2 separate regions of the Mus musculus genome follow, and region 1 is linked to region 2. A link is a contact called in public HiChIP or PLAC-seq data. All regions are on one chromosome and are shown on one strand. The core of a region is the stretch at or near the end of the contact, and the rest is flanking DNA. Distances in the headings are between cores, read along the strand shown. Region 1 overlaps Pard3 (par-3 family cell polarity regulator). Region 2 overlaps Pard3 (par-3 family cell polarity regulator).

Region 1 (4,793 bases), core at 1,305-3,804, 300 kb before region 2:
CCACTTCCTGGGCCAAGCATATTTAAACCACTGCAATGCCCATCATTAGAATGTATTTTTTTGCTTGTTTGTTTGATACAAGGTCTGATAGATCAGGATGGCATAGAACTGTTGCTTCTCCTACCTCCATGTCCTACCTGCTAGGATTACATATGTGTGCTGTCATGTTGGTTTATGTGGTCCTAGTGACTGAAGCCCAGGCTACCTGCATGCTAAGTAAGCATTCAACCAACTGAGCTACATCCTTAGCCCCAATTGCTTCCATATTTGGCTACTTTTTTAGGAAAAGTCACAGAAAACATCATAGTCTAGCAATGGTTCATCAAAGGATCTATTCTGATTCATGCCATACATCACAGTCTTGGAAGGAAATCATCTCTATTGACTGAGGTCACATTTCATTAAAAAAGGATCTTTACAAAGCAACCTGCCATTAAAGAGTTATTTTTCCTGTTCATCTTTATATACCCACCTTTGAACTATTCAAACTACTCAAAAGGCTCCGAGGGAGCCTGTATCCTCATCTCCTTCTGATGAGCTATCCTTTCCTTGAAGGAAACTTATCATTTACACTGTTCTTTAGGCCCAAGACTGCATTCTAGAAGTAAAACCAGACCTTAGGAAAAGTCTGAGGATTCCCCAACACTACTGAAGAAAAATCAGGGAAAATTTAAGTCATTATAAGCGAGGGTATAAGGACTATTAAATCATTCAGTGCACATACTAAGGACATTCAGAAGAAAGACCAACTGCTCTGGATTTATAGATGGTAAAGTGGATCCTCAGTGTGCAGACACAAGCACTGAAGGATGAAATTTAAGTAAGAGGGAAGACAGGCCTACAGCAGAGCACTGTGCATCAGCAAGGGGCAGGCAAACTCTCAACACAGCCTGAGGTAGGAAACAGCAAGGAATAAGGAAACTGGATGAGACCTAAGACCATGAGGTAAGAATACCAAGCAAGACAAAATGGATTTGCTTCTGCAACCTTTCTGTTGAATATCCACCTAGCTAGACTCCGGAAGGTAGTGCTGATTGGCCTGTTTGAGCAGGCTCATAGGTGGCCAATAGTGGCACTAACATACTATATTACACCAGATAAGGAAAAGGTAACGGCGGCAAAACTCAGGGAGAAATATCAGAGACATATTCTGTGAAACGTCATCACTAGGCAGGGGGTGAAGGAAGGAGGAGGAAGAAGAGAAAAGAGATGAGGGAGGCTGGTAAGAATCCAGGGAGAAGGGACACAGGAGCCACCATAGTCACACAATAAAGAAGTAACTTCCTTCTGAATTTAGGGTGTGTTTGGAGAGAGCTACACTGGAAGTCAGGTCTGCAGCTTGCAATGAATGGATCAACTACTACATGCAATTTCTGCCATGTCGAAGTGACAGGAAGAAGAGACAAAAAGAATCAGTACTTTAGAGCAGTGGGTATGAAGGAGGCAAATAAACCTCCAAAGGGTGAGACAGCAACGATGGCCAGGGAAACACAATACAGCAAAAGAGAAGGGGGTACCGAAGGGTGAATGTTGAGGAAGAAAGATGCAGATTTGACAAATGTAAAAGTTAGGCCTTGGAACCATTTGCTAGGGGGAAACGTGGATAAGAATGAAGTAAACAGATGAAAGAAGTCTTTGGCAGAAGAACCACTCAAAACATTTGAAGGCATTACCATGTCTGGCAACGAGAGGATGAAGTGGTCCAGAATTAACTTGCCAGTGTAGAAAGCTAGAAAACAAAAGAAAACACAGGAACCAACCGTTTTCCAAAGCTTAGACATCCATGGGATTATTTCCCCTGAAGAAAGGAGTCATGAGGCACACCTGGCCATTACTGAAAGTTCCAATCCTGTGGTCTCTTCCACTCTACAGTGTAGAGAGAAAAAAATAAGACCACAGTGAGGGGGGGTATGCTATAAACCTAGAATACAAGGATGGTCATGTGACTGCAGATGAACCAATCCGAGGCAACGTATGCAGATAGCCCTGCAGAAATCCTCATGAGCCTGCTTTAGTCCTTAACAATTAACCTGGGAATAAGTAAGAGAACATTGCAAGTTCAGGCATGAGCAAATATGGGGAAACAGTAGGCAAACTCCAACTACTGCACATGGGGCTTGTGTATGGTTCGCCCATGCAACAAATTCTCCATGACTGATGGAAGACAATCTGCACTTTATCCCTTAAGATGGGTGCTTCTATTACCAAGTTCTTGGAAAATGGATCCATTCAAGATAAAACATTTTGCTAACAACTTCCATGGCTCACTGGCAGGGAAGAGAAGGCTTATTAGCTTGGCACTTCAGATACGGCTTTGTCCATATGGCAAAACACATACCAGATTTTTAAAAAGTCAATCAAACCATTCTGGCCCAGCTATTAAAATAAACAGCATGGTCAATAAAACCGGTTGTGTTATTTAAGTCCGTCTGTTGTTCTCCCAGAAGACTGGAAGACTGCTACCATCAGAATGACGGTCTGTACTTCTTTCAGTCTGCTAGCTTCCCGTGTGGTCACAATGCATGCTTAGAAAGACCAGATTTTCTAAATATAAAAAGCAGGACACAGCTGACATATGCTCCAACAATGGGACGGGAGAGGAGAAAGAGAGATGATTATAACAGGGCCCACAGAGGTCAAGAACTTGCCAAACAACCAAAAGAAAGGGGGGGGGGCAGAGCTGGATCCGAATCTAAAGCCACTTTTGGTAGAGCTCACGCCTTGCTGTTCTGGAAGTGGGAAAGGCAGGCAGAGGGGGTCCTAGGGGTAAAGGCCAGGCCCAATAAAGTGGGAAAGGCCGGCAGAGGGGGTCCTAGGGGTAAAGGCCAGGCCCAATAAAGGGCACTTTGTAAACTGCCTTACAGCTTCTTCCAGGAATCCCAAACAGTATCAGAAGAATAAAATGATTACAACATACCTAGTCATACAAAGCAAGTCATATGACTCTAATACAATAAGAACAAAGAATTTTCTGTTTTACAGAGAGTACAGCCAGTAAGAGAACCATCTTCCTCAGTCTAAGCAGCGAGTGTATATTTGTCTGCTGGTGGTCCTCAGTCTAAGCAGCAAGTGTATGTGTGCTGGTCCTCCTTGACTTTGTGTTGTATGCATATGTGTATGCAGGTGCACATGTTCTTGTGGGCATTCCTGGGGAGGCCAGAGGTCAACCTGAGACACTCTTTACCTTTTTTTTTTTTTTTTTTAGATTGGGCCTCTCACTGGTCTGGCGCTGGTGGAGACTAGGCTGGCCAGTCAGGGAGTCACGGGGATCCTCTGTCTTCATCTCCCCCGTGATGGGATTACAAAGGCATACACAACACACCTGGCTTCTGTGTGGGTGCTAGAGGTGAAACTTAAATCCTTATTTGCAAGGCAAGCAAATTCACCAGCGATCTCATCTCAGCCAGGTTCCTTTTTTATTTTAGACACTATGTAGACCTGGCTGGCCTTGAACTCATGGAGATCTATCCGCTTCTGCCTCCTGAGTGCTAGACTTAAAGGTAAATTTTTAAGACACACTTTTAGAATAGAATTTTTTTTTTTAATTTTGGTTTTTCAAGACAGTGTTTCTCTGTGTAGCCCTGGCTGTCCTGGAACTCACTAAGTAGACCAGGCTGGCCTCGAACTCAGAAATCCGCTTGCCTCTGCCTCCAAGTGTTGGGATTAAAGGCGTGTGTCACTACTGCCTGGCTGGAACATAATTCTTAATATAGGTAGACCAATATTCAATTATCTGTGAATTAAATAAATTTTTTTTAAAAAAGGGTAACAGATTAGTAAATATATTTGCTTTTGAATGCATTTATCAAAAATTGAAAGATACAAATCTTTATTTCTGGACAGTTTGCAATTCTTACTTAGCAGCATTGTCTGGTACAGTAGGCCATTAATAATCTTCACACAAACTGGTCAGCATAGCTGTAAAAACACGGTGTATTTCACAGTCAGTCTGGAGGAAATGGAAAGTGTCCATGTATTTATTTTCTTGCCTATTTATTTTCTTGTTCTTACTGTCAGTGTTAGACAGAGCCTCAGTCTACACTGTGATTCTACATTTTAGGTTAGTAGCTCTCAGCAAACATGAGACATTACTATCCACGAGCTTTATGAAAAGTACTTGAAATCTGGGGCTTTAAGCAATCTCTGCTAGATTCCCCCTAGCCTAGATGTCCTGTCCCTGTTTCTGAGTGCACTGTTCACAGGATCACCTGACTCTAGAAGAAAGTTCAGCTCTATACAGACATCTGTACTCTGAGACCCATCTCTCAGCTTCCCTGTGTCACCACAGTTCTCGGAAGGTGCCAGCACAGCTGCTCCAACCGGAGTGGACATGGGCAAGCTAGCTGCTCATGAGGCCAGGCACGTGTGCTGGGTGAGGTGTCACCCAAAGTGTCACACACGAGATGCTTTGTTCTTTTCCAATGATGGTGAGGTTCAAACACGAGTCCCTCCTGACACTTATGACAAAGGACTTGGCCTTGACTCTCAAGACATATGAAATGAAAAATGTAAACATTATTAGCCATTCAAATGATGAGAAGAAATTCCCGAAGCACGTGTGTGTGTGTGTGTGTGTGTGTGTGTGTGTGCATGCATGTATTCACACACATACACACACGATAAAGAGACAGAGAGAGAGAGAGCGCGCGCCTAGAATTCTTAACTTTAGTACATTTTTTTTTAAAGTATGCTCAATTAGTGGCGAATGTTGGAAACATCTTGACAGTGTCTTGGAGATGAAAGTATATGGTACAGAATGAGGAAAGGGAGAGCACATGCTATCTGCAGTCACA
Region 2 (4,989 bases), core at 1,551-4,050:
CAGCATGCTGGCCAGCCCAGCCAGGTCGAGAGGTCAGCCTTCTGAGTTAAAGCACAGCCCATCGTCAGTTCACTTGCTGTGCCACAACTATGCTCTTCAGTCTCTGAAACTTCCTCAGCTATCCTGGGAAGCAGCATCATGATGCGCAGGACTCTGACTGAATGGTGACCCGTGAAGAGGCTGGAATACATTGAAGCACACACTCACCTGCACCCTAAACACAGGGTGCACAAGCCCAGGCATCAGACATTGACAAGGAGATTTATTTATGCAGCAATAGGAAAATCTCCAATATGCTTATTCATGTGGCAGTCACAGAATAGCTGGCATAAAGTAGATCAAGAGTTCGTAAGCTCTCCCTAAAAGCCAGATAGTGCTCAAAAAGAAAACAAGGCAGGGTACTAGGGAGATGTCTCAAGTGGTAAAATGTTTGCTGCAAAGCAGCAGAAACCAAGTTCAAATCCCTAGAACCTACATAAAATGGGGATTCAGCAGTGTACCCTGGTAACTACATCACTGAGAGAGGATGATCTACGGTCTTGATAGCCAGACTGCCTCAAAAAACATAAGGTAGGGGAATAATGGGAAACATTTGACAACACTGTCTGACCCCCACATGTATGTGAAGCACACACACACACACGCACACACACACACACACACACACACACACACACACACGGGGTGGGGGGGTCCAGGAGTGGGGATCTGTAGTGGAAAGAATGGTCACAGACAGATCAAGGTCAAAAAGCAAATGCCTTTGATAGACAGTGCTGATGTCCCCAGTGCTGTTAGCCCCAGTGACAGAGCTGGGGCTGTCCCTTCATTCTAAGGCCATACAATTTCAATAAGTAAGATTTAAAAATTAGAAAACAGAGGCCCTTTCCCCCACCCCACATCAGAGAGAGGGAAAAGAATAAAAACTATATTGCAGACACAAGTCACAAGACGTCTGTTAATGTTATGGGACTTGAAAATTCGCTGCCTACGTCCTTCAAATATGATTTTTTTTTTAAATCACCATGAAAATCCAAACGGCCCAGGTTTTTAAACCCTCCCCCAAAGGGGGCAGTGGTGTTAAATCCCTCCTTCACCACCCGCTCTCCCAGCCGTCTATTACTGTGGAGTTACGAGGTGAGGATGAAGGGCCTGACTGGGGAGGGACGCCAAGTCTCTGTGCAGACACTGGCTCCATCCACCATGTGTCTTGGACATCTGTTTCGACAGGCATTTGTGATTTATTGCCTCTGACTCTCATATTAAACATTTTCAATATCTCTTAACAGTTTGACACAACCTGTTAAAATAAATTTCAACCACAAGTCACTCATCCTCACCTGAGGAGGCAAAGGCTACACTAAAACGATCTCTTTACAGCCCCGGCCAGAAAAAACAGAGAGTAAGTCTTTCGTGCACATAGGTAGAAGTGGCAATCCAAAATCACCATGGGGGATTTCCCCCTAACTTACAAAGCTATGCACATAAGGCACACACAGGCAAAGGTCACTAGGCACAGAACTGCACATGCCTCTGCTGCTCAGTGAACACAAAGTCCTAGAAAGATCTATGTGCCGCAGAGATGACATCAGCTACAGGGGAGTGCACATGGACCAGATGAAACTAATGTTTGAGTGCACTGCAGGGGAGCAGTAGAGAGAGAGAGAGAGAGAGAGAGAGAGAGAGAGCGCTCACCAGTTGAACTGCTAGAGATAAAACATTCAACTAGTTGTCTAAATTCTAAATTCTCTTTTTATGACCTGTTTGAAACCAGAGGAGAGGGTGTAGGGTGGCTTGTTGTTAGAACACTTACCTATTGAGCACATGATCTTGGGTTCAATCCCCAGGAATACACACACACACACACACACCAAATGCGCCACCAAGACCCTCGGCTTGTAATAAGAGAGTTTATCATTATTGGGGGGGGGAGGGGGTGATATGCTATTGTCTTGAGGTCAGCAGCACATATATTCACTCACAAAGCCATATGGGCAGAGTATGTTTCAACATAGAGTGTCTCAGCATCTGCACATGTTTAGTTGAATACTCAGTGTGTAATACAATAGCATCCAGGAGGAGCTGGGGACTAAGTGCCAATGGCAGAATGCTCAGCTTGCACGCAAAGGTCCTAGGGCCCATCACGAATATCGCATAAACTGGATGTGGTAGGGCGTATCTGAAGACCCAGCACTGCGCTCAGAAGAGATGCTCCAGATCACCCTCAGCTACGCAGCAAAGTTCAAGGCCAGTCTGGTCTATTCGAAATCCCGTCTCAGCAGCAGCAGTAAAAACAAAACCAAAATAAATAAATAAACACAAAACCAAACAAAAAAACCCCAGAATGCATTGGCCTGTCCCTTACTGTGTTCAGTTGAACTTGAGATGAAAAGGAGACCTGGGATTCCAGATACGCAATGTGACCCCAAGAGTTGAGAGATTAAAAACATGCAGTACTCTGAAGACCTGAGCTTCCTCTGTATGGAACTGCCCTGCTCATCCTAAGACCAGGTTCCTTCTCCCTCTACTACTGCACCATGTCCCAAAGACATGGAACTATAAGCCACCATCAAGATGCCCTGAAAACACCCTGCTGGTGGCCTGGCAGGCATTCACATGCCGGTTCCCAACCTCAAATGGCTGAGCCTAACAGCTATGTCCACTCTGGACACCCCGGGCTGAACTCATCTCTTTTAAGGCTGTCCAGTGCAAAGCAGGAACACGGTGCAGTTGCAAGAGTGGAGAGTTTAGACTTCCGGTCACAGATGCACAACTCACCACTGCTATGGCAAATGCTGTGATCAGCTCTCTGAATTCACCACACTCTGATGTCCTTGGACGGTGACCCAGCACTCTACTCTCCCTCTACACTGCGCACAAAAACACCATCACGCAGGGCAAGAACATTAAGTGACAGATGATCAGGGTAGGAAGCAAGATAACTCAGTGGGCATCCAGCAACACCAAGCTCAAGCCCACCTTGCCCCTGGACAGAACAATGGCTGCTGCCACGTAGCTATGGACAGTGAAGGGACAGGCCCCACTCTCTGTTCCACCGCCTGCCTCAGACCCGGCACAGCATACCAACTGCGAGAACACAGACAATGAGTGCTCTTGCTCTGAATTCGCAGAGCGGGAGCTGGGATTTGGTATGAAACAATCAGGCAATTACATTTAAGCATCAGCACGGGAGACTTAAAAATTCACGATGCTGTCAGTCAAGAAAAGAAACTCATCAGCTAGGCTCTCGGCTGATGCTCACTGGTCTGTCTCCTGGCAACACACCCTCCAAAGACTCGTCCCTGCATCCCAATCCCTAGGCTAAATGGGCAGCACATCCCTTCAGCAAAGCACACACCACAGAACAAACAGAGGTGGAGGAGAACTCAGGAACAACGTGACACTGAATCGGAGGCAACATTCCCAGCTTTGCCTTTTCTGTCTTTCACAAGCAGACAAGACCCAGAACTTCTGCTGCCTTTGAAGACAAATTAGACATGGTCCGTTTAAAAAACAATAATAATAACTTGAAAAGTGGATTTTTGAAAATACCCATCAAAAGATGGCTTAGCAGTTAAGAGCACTTCCTGATCTTGCAGAGGACTTGGGCTTGCATGGCTGCTCACAATCACCCTAACCCGAGTTCCAGGGGACCTGATACCCTCCTCTGGCCTCCAAGAACATCAGGCAAGCACACAAGTACACATGCATACATGCAGATAAACACTCATACACATAAAACACAAACATTAAAAATAAATAAAAAGTTGGTTACACCAGCCGTAGAAATTGTCCCTTGCTTACAGTTCTGCAAAATAAAACTAGCAGCTATAATTTAATTAAAGGACTACCAACTCCCCCCACTAACTTAAATGAAAAATGGTTATAATTTTCTTTATGATTTTGCTCCTCCTTCTTTTTTGAGACAGTAGCTCACGTAGACCAGGCTGGCCTATAAATCCCTATGAATAGAGAGGAAGACCTGAGCTGAACTTCTGATCCTCCTTTCTGTACCTGCTGAGTGTTGAGGTTGCAGGTATATGCTACCCTGCTCAGTTACATGGTGCTGGGGATGGAACCTGGGGCCACCAACTGGGTCCAACCCCCAGCCCACTCTCTGGGATTTTACAATGCACTGGTTTTCTTTACATTGAGTCAGTGTCACAAACAGGGTTCCAGAAGCCAAGGAAGAAAAGGGGAAGGAACTATACAATGAATGTATCAAATTTTGTCATGTCACCAGCTCAAAACAGCCAAACAACACTTAAACAAATACACACACACATGAACACACGCATACACACATAGACACACACATAGACACACACATGTACACACACATATACATCAAACACACATATACACACATACACACATATAACACACATACATACATACACACATGTGTACACACAAATATGCACATACACACATATACACATATACATACACACAGCCTAAGTAACAAAGAAGATGAGGTATCGAACTTAAAGTTCAAGATTTAAAAATCTCGAATAGCAAGCAGTCCCTCCCTGTCTCAGGTCTCAATTAGTAGCCAAAGCCTGGGCCTCTTTTTATCAACAAAGAACTGGTAAGGGACAACGGTGGCTCCAAATCATGGGATGACATAAGCCCTGGAAACAACCTGAAAGCAACAACGGAAACGGGAGAGTGGGGGTTGTAAGAAATGACCCACGAATTACCAAGTAATGAGGTCTGTACTTATTCACTAATTACTAAGACTGTTGAGAAGAATTGGTCTCTATTCACTGATACAGAAACACATCTGAGACATAGCAGAGAATAGCACTATCTAGCAAGAAGCTATCTGCAGGTCAGTGTGCTTAAAATGCTCATGTGGGTGCAGAAGATTGTAGATGGATGGAGAAGCAAACGCCAAACAAATGCAAAACAAAAAACAAAACAAAACAAAACAAAGCAAAGTTAAAAAAACAAAACAAACAAACAAAACATGGTCTCTTCCCTTCATGG

Evidence for each region. HiChIP or PLAC-seq counts read pairs in DNA pulled down with a chosen protein or histone mark.
Region 1: an H3K27ac HiChIP or PLAC-seq map of VIP interneurons shows a contact between it and region 2, with 4 times the contacts expected there. The contact joins two enhancer-like sites. A contact is called at or near these places in 4 of 484 Hi-C or Micro-C datasets (embryonic fibroblasts and nephron progenitors) and 4 of 115 datasets of contacts at active chromatin or transcription factors (T-cell acute lymphoblastic leukemia, VIP interneurons, bone marrow-derived macrophages and 1 more).

What each region holds. Positions count from the first base shown.
Region 1 is chr8:127,489,767-127,494,559 of GRCm38.p6, reverse strand. The region is part of intron 22 of Pard3 (par-3 family cell polarity regulator); the gene reads right to left. Gm51558 (a long non-coding RNA gene) reads right to left here. Exons shown (of 2, transcript XR_003947492.1): 1 at 1-4,793. Among named protein-coding and RNA genes, the nearest start is that of Gm51558, 18 kb to the right of the region's middle. Within about 2 kb of position 2,554, at least 4 of the 459 cell types and tissues checked have an H3K27ac peak or open chromatin away from gene starts, as enhancers often do. A contact at or near this core is called in VIP interneurons, where this site is marked.
Region 2 is chr8:127,193,237-127,198,225 of GRCm38.p6, reverse strand. The region is part of intron 2 of Pard3 (par-3 family cell polarity regulator); the gene reads right to left. Among named protein-coding and RNA genes, the nearest start is that of Pard3, 130 kb to the right of the region's middle. Within about 2 kb of position 2,800, at least 15 of the 459 cell types and tissues checked have an H3K27ac peak or open chromatin away from gene starts, as enhancers often do. A contact at or near this core is called in VIP interneurons, where this site is marked.